2 separate regions of the Mus musculus genome follow, and region 2 is linked to region 1. A link is a contact called in public Hi-C data. All regions are on one chromosome and are shown on one strand. The core of a region is the stretch at or near the end of the contact, and the rest is flanking DNA. Distances in the headings are between cores, read along the strand shown. Region 1 overlaps Nos1ap (nitric oxide synthase 1 (neuronal) adaptor protein). Region 2 overlaps Nos1ap (nitric oxide synthase 1 (neuronal) adaptor protein).

What was found. A called contact is a pair of places that touch in the nucleus more often than the background predicts.
Region 2: a Hi-C map of cortical neurons shows a contact between it and region 1, with 1.9 times the contacts expected there. The contact joins two enhancer-like sites. A contact is called at or near these places in 1 of 484 Hi-C or Micro-C datasets (cortical neurons), 1 of 115 datasets of contacts at active chromatin or transcription factors (microglia) and 2 of 9 other capture datasets (adipose tissue and pancreatic islet).

What each region holds. Positions count from the first base shown.
Region 1 is chr1:170,384,646-170,390,296 of GRCm38.p6, reverse strand. The region is part of intron 3 of Nos1ap (nitric oxide synthase 1 (neuronal) adaptor protein); the gene reads left to right. Among named protein-coding and RNA genes, the nearest start is that of Spata46, 79 kb to the right of the region's middle. Within about 2 kb of position 2,851, at least 56 of the 459 cell types and tissues checked have an H3K27ac peak or open chromatin away from gene starts, as enhancers often do. A contact at or near this core is called in cortical neurons, where this site is marked.
Region 2 is chr1:170,547,301-170,552,805 of GRCm38.p6, reverse strand. The region is part of intron 1 of Nos1ap (nitric oxide synthase 1 (neuronal) adaptor protein); the gene reads left to right. Among named protein-coding and RNA genes, the nearest start is that of Gm46171, 9.2 kb to the right of the region's middle. Within about 2 kb of position 3,510, at least 50 of the 459 cell types and tissues checked have an H3K27ac peak or open chromatin away from gene starts, as enhancers often do. A contact at or near this core is called in cortical neurons, where this site is marked.

The DNA of each region.
Region 1 (5,651 bases), core at 1,602-4,101:
TGTGTGTGTGTGTGTGGTGTGTGTGTGTGTGTGTATGTGTGGTGTGTGTGTGTGTGTGTGTGGTGTGTGTGTGTGGTGTGTGTGTGTGGTGTGTGTGTGTGTGGTGTGTGTGTGTGGTGTGTGTGTGTGTGTGGTGTGTGTGTGTGGTGTGTGTGTGTGTGGTGTGTGTGTGTGTGTGTGTGTGTGTGTGTGTGTGTGTGTGTGTGTGTGGTGTGTGTGTGTGTGTGTGTGTGCAGATAGGATCTCACTTTGCAGCTTAGACTGAATTTGAACTTGCTGTTCTCCTGCTCCAGCCTCCTGAGCCCGAGAAAACAAGCAGCTTGTTGCAGCTGGTCTACCTGAGTCCCAATAGTGGGAAGTGCTTCCATGTTAAGTGATACATGTTTAGCATCCCTCAACTGAAATCCCAAATGCTTCGGAAGTTGACATTGTTGGGGTGTCATGTCTGTGCTCAAAAAGTTTCTGATGTTGGAGCATTTCAGAGTTCAGCTTTTCAGACTGGCCAAGTCTATAAAAATAGTCTCAGTTTAGCATCCCCTCCCCTAACCTTCTGAACTCTTGGGACTTACTAGTGTTACATGTTTTGGATAGAGATCAACCTGCAGTTAGTAACAAGTGTCAAGCACATGAGTGGAGACAGCCACCTGGGATGACACTTAGCCCTGCTGCACTGCAGCCCCCATTTATGTGGCCTGTGGCTTTCTTTCACAGTTGCTGCCACAGGGACATCCCAAGTGCCTCCTCTCTAACCCCGCATATCTGCACATCGTGCATAGCTGTGGAGAGGGCTAGAGTGTCTACCTCTGGGGAACTCTTGAGTAAGAGAGTTGATGAAGCGAGTGGATGTCTACTAAGTCTCTGGGCTTGAAATTATAAGTGCAATGATGCTCTCTTGAGTAAGATATATTTTTGGAGTTGGAGAAACCAGTGCAGCCCATGTGCCTGGTTCAGGGAGACTGGTTTCTGTCTTTGTGTGTTAGATGGCTTCTCTCAGCCTTTGCCATGAGGGGAATTGGAGGCTCAGTACCCTCCACTGATAAAATCATTTGTGAATATTTCCCAGGTGACAGGGTGTGTTCACAGCTTTGGTCACAAACAGCCCTACATCAGCCACTGTGGCCATTTCCTTGGTTGGTGATTCCCTCACAGACTTTCCTCAACCTTTGCCAGGGGGCTGAGTTATTTACTCTTTCAAGCCACAAAATCCAGGCAGAGAACATTGTGGAAGAAGGAGGTGGGAAGATCATAGGAGACTAAGAATGGAGAAGATTGCTCCGAAATCTACAGGTTGTGATGTAGTTAAGGAAATCAGGAACGTACTGCAACTGGGGCTGCCTGCACAGGATCTATACAGAGAAACAACAGGACACGAGGGTAGAAAGAGACCAGCTAGGAAGAAAGAGGAATGGAAAGGAGATAAGAGAAGGTAATGGGGGTGGTTATGATCACAGTATATGGTATATAGGCAAGAAATTGTCAGAAATAAAAAAGGAGAAAAAATATGTAATAAACCTGTTCCTCTGACCTTAAAAAGTATCCAGACTTACAGTTTTAAAATTATGACCCTCAGGATGCGACGTCACATTGACCAGCTTAAGGTGGTAGATGTATAAACTGCACTAATAGTTTCTTAATCTACTCTGAAATAGAATTGTCTCCTGGATCAGTGAGTATCCTGACAAGCACCCGTTTCCTACCAATTGGAGACAAACCACATGAGAAGGCAAATTAGTACGGGCTTCTGGGTGGGCACCAAAGCGGACCATGTCTGCCTATTTTACAGTAGGAATGTTGGCACCACCAAAAACCAAGGTTCATAATGACCTTGTTGGGGGATACAGTCTGTCTTAGTTAGGGTTTTACTGCTGTGAACAGACACCATGACCAAGGCAAGTCTTATAAATGATTACATTTAATTGGGGCTGGCTAACAGGTTTAGTCCATTATCATCAAGGCGGGGGCATGGCAGCATCTAGGCAGGCCTGGTGCAGGCACAGTTGAGAGTTCTGCATCTTTATCTGAAGGCTGCTAGTGGAAGACTGACTTCCAGACAGCTAGGATGAGGATCTTAAAGCCTATACCCACAGTGACACACCTACTCCAACAAGGCCACACTTTCTAATAGTGCCACACCCTGGGCCGAGCATCTGCAAATCATTACACAATCCCTCAAGTCTATTTGACAGTTCTGACCAAGACTTCTGTTCATCTATGGCTAACACTCCCAAAATCTTGCCACCACCCTACTGTGCATATTACCTCTAGTTAGGCCCCTGGGAATGATTATGTCCCCATTGGATAACTTAGTGTAACCCTGCTATCATCCACTGTGGAGTGACTTCAGGTCTTGTCCTTAAAGGATAGTCTTATTTCCCATCTCACCCCACTCCCTTGTATCAAGTACCATGTGTGGTGCCAGCTCCATCATGTATTGGAAGATAGGTTAGATCCCACACTAACAAGGGCGGCAGGATGCCAGGTGTTACCTGGGAGAGAAGCCACCCCATCTTTCCCTAAGTACATGAAAGCTAAACTAGAGCATGTCCCCTGAGGGAGTCCTGGGGACCTGTGACTCACTCTAAAACTGCATGCTTGGTAATCTCTAGTATTTGCCCTTCTGCCCCAGGAAGGAGGCTGTGTGGCAGGTCAGTCCTGGATCTGACTCTTCCCTTGCCAGCTTGGGAAAGAGGAGCCTCCTATCTCGTTTCCTCTGCCCACGCCTGGTGTCCATTTCAGGCCCGGGCTGTGATGTGGATAATGCCTTTAATCACTGTGTGCATATCCTGCCGCCTCTGGCAGATGAATGCACATTAGCATTCGCAGTAATCAGCCTTTTTGTCATCTGCTTCCCACGTGACCGTCCTGGTAGCCGAGAGTGCTGCCACGAAGCTCAGGCACACACACACACACACACACACACACACACACACACACACACACGTTCCTTCTCAGAGCTGAGAAGAATGTGCCGGGCTCCCATGTAAATGTTCAGTTTTCTACAAGGAAGTGGAGCAGTCCTTGGGTGCTGGGGTGGCCATCACAGTTGAGGCTTGACCCTCTTGCCAGCTTACCATAGGCAGAGCAGCAACACAGCTTATGTGCAGCCTGGCAATCCTGCCCGATACTCAGTAACAAGCTTGTAAGATGCTGAATTGGCTCCTCTCCTGCAAGAAGCATTTTGGTTTTCACTGGGTCAGTGTGACATGCTAGAAGGAGCCATTGGCAGAGACAAGAAGACCTGGGTTCTGGTCCTGGTGCCACCCTTCCCAGCATATGTTCTGAGCAACTCATTTTGAGCCTTTAACGATGAAGTGAAGAGCTGGCCTAGGGGGGATTATTGTAAGTTTTTCGGCTCAGATCTCAGCACGAGCCGTGGAGCCGTGCTTTTTAAAGCTTGTATATAAATTCAGGTCACCTGAATGTACTCAAGCCTCTGACAACAGAATGGGCTGCAAAGAAAGCAGACAGACGTCAGCAACTAAAGGTTGGCCACACTGTTGCAGTCTTCTGGGGACACTCTGAGGTCACACAACTCCCAAAACTCCAGTTTGTCTTCAAATTATCTATAACTGATCAATGGCGAAGTTCTTCCCACCAGAGGAGACATCTTTTAAAGGGCCCCCTACCTCTCAGTGAGCTTTGAAGGGCAGGGCTGTCTTTGTGAGCTCAGCGTTTTCCTGGATGGTTAGACATTTTGAGTATGTTTTCATTAGCTGTGGCACTTGGCTAGCTGGATGAATGAATGCTATTTGTGTGTGGTGGGGGTCTTGAAATCCAGTAGAACTTAGCAGTGGGATATAGTGATGTCTTAAGGTATTTCTTTAGGTCACCACGCCATTCTCCTTTTCTGTCAATATGTCAGTTTAAGGCTGAGCAAGGACTGGAGAGATTACTGGGTTCGGTCCCCAGAACCAGTGAAGCTGAACATGGAGTCTTGAGAGGGCTCAGTGGACAAAGAGCTTGCTCTCTAAGTGTAAAGCCCGGAGTTCAAGATCCCTAACACCTGGGTAAGATCCAGGCAGGCATGTTGGCTTCTGTAACCCCAACACTTGGGAAATGGGGGCAGGGGTCCTGGCTAGCTAGACAGGAGTCAGTGATCTATAGCTTCAGTGAAAGACTATCTCAGTAAATGGAGTACAACAGCAGACGTCAACTCTGGACTTTTACAGTGTACACATATGCAGATGTACACATATTCACCCAAACACGTGTAAAACATGTACATGTGCCACATGAACACACCCAGCAATGGATACAGGTGCATCCCTGGGACTTGCCAGCAGCCAGCCTAATCTCCTTGTACAGCTCCAGGCCAGGGATAGACCCTGTCTCAACATCCTGAGGAATAACACACCTGGGACTGACATGTGCAAGCATTTTACACACACACACACACACACACACACACACACACACACACACACACAGAGAGAGAGAGAGAGAGAGAGAGAGAGAGAGAGAGAGAGAGAGAGAGTAATCAAAGTAGGATTTTAGTTGGATTTGTCCAGGAGAGTCAGATCTTTGTACACTTCCCACTAGCTCGGGACGTAGCGAGCTATGATGCAGCCATCTCACTGCTGGGTAAGAACCACCGTTTTGGCTTTGTTACCAAGCATCTAGGAACGCTCTCCTCCTGAACCGATGCCAGCAGATAATGAATCTTAAGTTGAATTAGTATCATAAGCTCAGTTGCTAAGATAATTGGCTTTGCTTTGATGTCCTCCAATCAGAACATCATTTTCGATGTTCAAGGAGGCCCAAGTAATTATCTTTTTCATGTATCTAATCATGGTTACTTGTTATAATCCCTGAATCACACTACAGCACCGTGTGCTGAGGAGTAGAATCCTAAGATTAACCTTGATCGTCGTCTAAGGGATTTTTCTGTTAAACAGCTAGGTTCCATGTGATTTCTTCAGTAAACCACTAACTGTGCTGGGATCCGCTAAGGTGACAGATTGTCAGTGAAGACAGGTGGCTTTAACATGCTAATGAACAGTACTTACCATAGATCCACCATGTTCTGGGAACTATGGGACAGATGCATTGAGGAATTATGGGTATGCCTATGTGGTTTGTGGCTTTGTTTTGGTTTTGCCTTTTCCACTTTCCAAAGTAGATGAGATAGCATGTTAGAGAAGACATGGTCCTTCTCATTAGAGACACACACACAAGTGGGGAAAGAGGGGCGCAGGGTGGGTGGAGAGTGTGTGTGTGTGTGTGCGTGTGTGTGTGTTGTATGTGTATGTTTTGTAGGTATGTACCCATGTGCATGGAGTACAGAGGTCAATGTTGAGTATCTTCTATCATTGTCTACCTTATTTTTGAGATATAGTTTCTCCCTGATATTAGAACTCATAGATTCCATTTGGCTGGTCCCCTGCCTCTACCTCCCCAACACTAATGTTCTAGGCATGTGCTTTCCCAACACTAATGTTCTAGGCATGTGCTTTCCCAACACTAATGTTCTAGGCATGTGCTTTCCCAACACTAATGTTCTAGGCATGTGCTTTCCCAACACTAATGTTCTAGGCATATACTTTCAGTGTCTTTTATATGGGTGCTGGGAATCAAAATTCAGGTCTTTAATGCTCACATACCAGACACTTTCCTGACTGAGCCCTCTCTACAACCTTAAAATAGCTATTTCT
Region 2 (5,505 bases), core at 2,261-4,760, 160 kb before region 1:
GAAACCATGCTTTGGGGCTGGAGGTATGGCTCAGCTATTATAAGCACTTGTTGACCTTGCAGAGGACCCAGATTTGGTTCCCAGCACCCACACCATGGCTCACAGCCATCTCTAACACCATTTCAGGGATTCTGATGCCCTCTTTTGGCCTCTGCTGGCATTAGACATGCATATGGTGCTGTTACATACAGCAAAAGACTCATACATGTAAAATTAAAAAAATGTAAACAACAGCAGCAACAACAACAACAAAATCGACTTGTTACCAAGATTGTGGGGCCATCAAATCATAATGGCAAGTGTGCAGGTTTTAAATTCTGAGAGGTTTCCTGTCTTTGTACAGGTGCTTCTCTCTGAGTCACCTCTGTGCGACAGACGATGGTAGATTGATAGGAGCAATACATTGAAATTGATTGACACCAGAAGGCCTTTCTACCTGCTGTTTCTAGATAAGTCACTCCATGTCAGGAGGCTGGTCGCCTTTAAGGTCTGCGATCAGCCTTCATGGGACTGAGCCTGTGACCTTGGAAGCCTGGGTTCTGCTTTCTCATCTCCGTTGCCTTCTGCAGAAGCTGGGGATTTGCAGGCCATGGTCTGACCATCTCCCTTTGTAAATACCACCCCAGTGTCTTTTCCTCTCATGTCTTAAGCTGACTGCTCCCTGATGCCCTGTGGTAGCAGATCTGCTCATCACCTCAGCTGAGTGCTTCAGAGCAGGATGCTGCCAGGACGTTTCTGAGGCGGCTAATCTCATCCATGAGGTGGGGATGCTTCCGTGCCTCATTTCGCACAGTGTGGTCCTGTCCTCTGTCAGGTTCTTCTCTTGTCCTTTTGAGACCTGCTGTACTCCAGATGTTCACATCCTTTAACGTCACCTTTGTGCTCAGCATTGCTCTGGTCCACTGCATTCTCTCCTAACAGCAGCTCAGGAGGATCCTACATGAGTTGGCAGCTTAATATTCTAGAGTCCTAGTGCAAGACCTAGGGATCAGCCCTAACTACGGACATCTGTCAATGTGAGTGAGAGTTCTCACTCCTGGAATAGCAAATGCAGAAGATGGGTAAAACCAACTCGGGTACAGATTCAGGGTGGGTTGTGTCTTAGACATTCTATGGGGGGCGGGAGGATTCACTTGGCTCCCCCCGCCCCCATCTTCTTTTGTAGATTGGTATTCTCAGAGAGCCTTCTGTTCAGTTTTTTTGAAGGTCCTATATAGGTCTGTGTTCTTTAAGGGGACAGGGAACATATATTTTATCAGCTTTGGAAAAGAGGCAGCCTTTGTTCTGTGGCCTGAGTCTGAGTTAAACCCATTTTGTTTAAGTTATTTGACCTCTCGTGATGCTTATATTACACATATATGTGTCTCTCCAAGCATCAGGGGATGAGGAGTTATGAGTGCCCCGCTGGTTGCATTTAGACATTTTCTTGGGCTTAATCTAATAATCAGAAAATGCTGGCTTCAGTTTCCTGGGGACAGGAGCTCATTTCACACATCCTGTTCATAGTGGCTGTCTCCAGATAGCACGGGCTTCCTTACATCTGTCCTGTCGTCGGTGGATGAGTGCTGGCCAGTTGCAGCTACTCTGTGTGTGGACTTACTTGATGCTGTTTAATGGATTACAGCCTGTGCCTGACACTTTACCACTCCCTCTCTCGCCTCTCACTAGAGAATTTACCACCAATTTTTTTTTCTTTCTCTAGGCAGGAAGTGTGAACAGAGCCACCCTAGCTGTTATCCTGTTGAGAGGAAAGCAGAAGGACATAAAAACCGGGGGGTCAAATAATGTGCCTTGACAGAGAGAGCCCAAGGGCTTCCAAGGGTCTTCCTAGCTACCCCTCAGTCTGGATAGCTGGCCTCCTTCCTCTTCCCATTTTAGATATACCGCTGAGCCCAGTGGTGAAGGAATGTGTCCTTGTGTGTCCCATAATAAAAAGGGCTGGTGCCCTGCCAGGCTGCAGCTAGGATGCCCTCTGGTTCTTCCTGTGAAGAGTCCAGTTATCCTTCCAGTTCTTCTGTGTGTGTGTGTGTGTGTGTGTGTGTGTGTGTGTGTTTGTGTGTGTGTGTGTGTGTGGAGTGAGAGAGACAGACAGACAGAGAGCACGTGCATCAGGACACAGGGGTCTTCCATTGTCTCCTGGGAGCCTGAAAGACTCTTTGTAGCTGCTGGCCATCTGACAGACAGGCCCACATATCCGTCCTTTGTTTCCACTTTCCTATGTCAAGACTCTTACCCTAGGTTTGGTGTGCAGTGAATATTGTATTGTCTTCTTTCTCAGTGTTATGAGACGATGCAGATGCAAAGATTGTAAAATGTTTCCTCCATCCCAAATCCCTACAAAGTGTGCTTTGTCTTGTTGATTCCACAGTCAACTCTTGACTTAAAAACAAAACACTCCTCCATAGGTTTTCTGTATGATTAACCAGTATTTGTAAGAGCTTTTACGCAGCCCATGGTTCTCTGAACCGAAATCGTGATCACCCACATTTTAAAATCAGCTTGCGCCCACCTGCTGTGGGCCCTGCATGTCACTAAGGGTGTGCAGAGGTAGAGTAGAGCTTGCACATGTCCTGTGGGAAGGTTCTGAGTTCCTCTGAGTCTTGGCAGCATCAGCTTCTGTCTTAGTCAGGGTTTCTATTGCACAATGACCAAAAACAAGCTGGGAAGGAATGGATTTACTTTGCAATTCATCGCGGAAGGAAGTCAGGGCAGGAACTCAGGCAGGGAAGGAAGATGAGGGCAGGAGCTGATGCAGAGACCATGGAGGGATGCTGCTTACTGGCTTGCTCCTCATGGTTTGCTCAGCCTGCTCTCTTATAGAACCCAGAACAGGAGCACAGGGCTGGTACATCCACCATGGGCTGTACCCTTTCCCATCAATCACCAATTAAGAGAATGCCTTACGGGCTGGCTTGCAGCCTGATCACATGGAGACATTTTCTTAACGGAGGTTCCCTCCTCTCAGATAGCATGTGTCAAGTTGGTATAAAACTAGTCAGCACAGCCTCTCTTCTCAGAAAACTGCCCCTAACAAAATCTAACATATCATTTCAGGAAGCCTTTGGCTCCTATAGCAAAATTTATGGGCGTTTCTAGAACCTTGGGATGAGACTCACTCATCTTGATGAAATGGTGTTCTTATAAATTGCCATCATTTCCAACATTTTAGGTGAGGTAGAGGTACCAGTTTTTTTTTTCTTAAAAAATTTATTTAGTGTGTGTGCCATGGATGTGTGTGTGTGTGTGTGTGTGTGTGTGTGTGCCATGGATGTGTGTGTGTGTAGGTCAGAGGACAATTTGAAGAGGTTGGTTCTCATTCCACCATATGGATTATCACACTCAGGCCTTCAGACCTGGTGGCAAGAGCCCTTACCTATTGAACCATCTTACCTGGCTCGGGTATTTTCCTTTTAAAGAAAGAGCTAGAAACCAAAGCACTCTATTGCCATAACAACCCGAGAGGGACTGCTGGCAGGAATTACCCTAGTAGCCTGTGGAGCGGCACAGCCAGTCTGGAGAGTCTGTGGACACGTTCCAAAAAGGGCTTTACTTTCCTGGTTTACAAACACAAGCCAATGTGAAACCTGATTAACCGGGAAGGATTTACAAGACATCGCTATGCCGGCATGGAGCCCGGGTGCCTACGTTTCCTTGAGAACTGCATTGGGGTGTCTCTGCTTTCAGCTTCTCTCCTGATAAAAGTGAAATTTCTACTCAGTTTCCTCTCTATCCTACAAAAGCCCCAAACAAAACACAACAAAACCAACGAATGGCAAAAATGTAAGCAGAGGATGTGTGATGCCTGCTGCTCTTTTTGTTTTGGTATTTTGTTTCACTTTGTTTTTAAATGTTGTTTAAAAGTTGCCAACACAAAAAGGACTCAGTTTAAAAGTACCATAGGCCTACTCCAGTGGCTTTTTTCTCTCTGAAAAGGGTTGTGATCATCTCCCCAGGTTTCTATGCAGCTCTCTACCTTTCTCTTGAATCTCAGAGCATTTGACTTCCAGGCTTGGGACCTCCATCTTGTTTCTTAAGGTACTGAAGGGCAACGAACAGGGATGCTTAATGAATAAGGGGGCTGACCGGGACACTGGAAATTGTCTGGAACTGTCTTCTGGGGACTTGAAGTGTGAGTCGTATTAGGGATCTTTGGCTCCCCATGACGGAAACGGATGTTGAGGGGGAGGCAGCATGGGTGGTAACAATCTGTACGCAGCCCAAGTGAAAAATAGACTCTGATGGGAGTGGTGGGATGTCTTCATGCTGTTGGGGGCAGTGGAAAATTTCCTCCAACCTCCTATGAAAGCTGCTGGGTTTTAGGCAGCGGCACATGCACGTGCAAGGGCTGTGTGTAGGTACGTGCGTGTAGGTATACAAAGGAGCTCCTCATATCTGTCATCAAGTCATGCTGCCCTCTGAGGACCTACCCTAAGGAAAGCCTAATATGCTAGACTACTTTGTGCAGTGTCTTATTTACACTCATACGGTTTTATCAGTGTGGAAACGGAAAGCGCAAATACAGCTTGAATGGTCACAACTGAGGAGTTATTCTTTAAGGGAAAAGTGCTTCGGCAGCTGGAAGTCTGTGCAGGCATTTAGCTGATAGATAGGTAGGAAAGAAGGACAAACTGACAATCTGGCCCAGGAACTAGGCAGAGGATTAATCTAGATTTTTCTCCTTCATTTTCAAACATGTTCTCTGGATGCACTGGGTACAATTTCCCCAGTGTCGTCTCTGTGTCTTCCCCACTCCTGACTGCCTTTCTTCGCTCCACTGCTACCCAGAGTGTCGATCGATACCTCTGCTTCTTCTCCTGGAGTTTGTTTCTCTTGGATATGGATTCTGTGCTGGCTAGTTTAATGTCATCTTGACACCGGCTAGATAGAGTCCTTTTAGAGGAGGGAACTTCAATCAAGAAAATGCTGCAGCCAGATTGGTCTGTGGGCAAGCCGGTTGGATAGTTTCTTGATTGATGATTGATGTGAGAGGGCCAAGCTCACTGTGGACAGTGCCACCTTGGGCTGATGGTCTTGGGTTCTATAAGAAAGCCAGCTGAGCGGGCTGTGAGGAACAAGTCAGTAAGCAGCAGCTCTTGATGGCCTCTGCGTCAGCTCCTGCTTCCAGATTCCTTCCTCGACTTTCCTCAATGATGGCCCTAGAAGTGTAAGATGAAATCCGCTTTTCCCTCCCCTAGTTGCTTTGGACATGGCATTTTATCACAGTCATAGGTACCCTAACTAAGATTCTGAAAAGAGACCCACACTAAGCTGGAGTCATAGCTTAGTTGGTAAAGTACTTGCTGTCCAACCATGTGGACCCAAGTTTGGTAATCACACCGTATGTAAGAAAGCTAGGCATGGTGGTGCATGCTTGTAACCCCAACCTTGGGGAGCTGAACAGACGTGGATCCTTGAGGCTCAACTGGCCAGCCAGCTTTACTGAGAGATCTCTCATTAAAAAGCAAGGTAGAAGAGGGGGCAGGGTGGAGGCTGGAGTTATGGCTC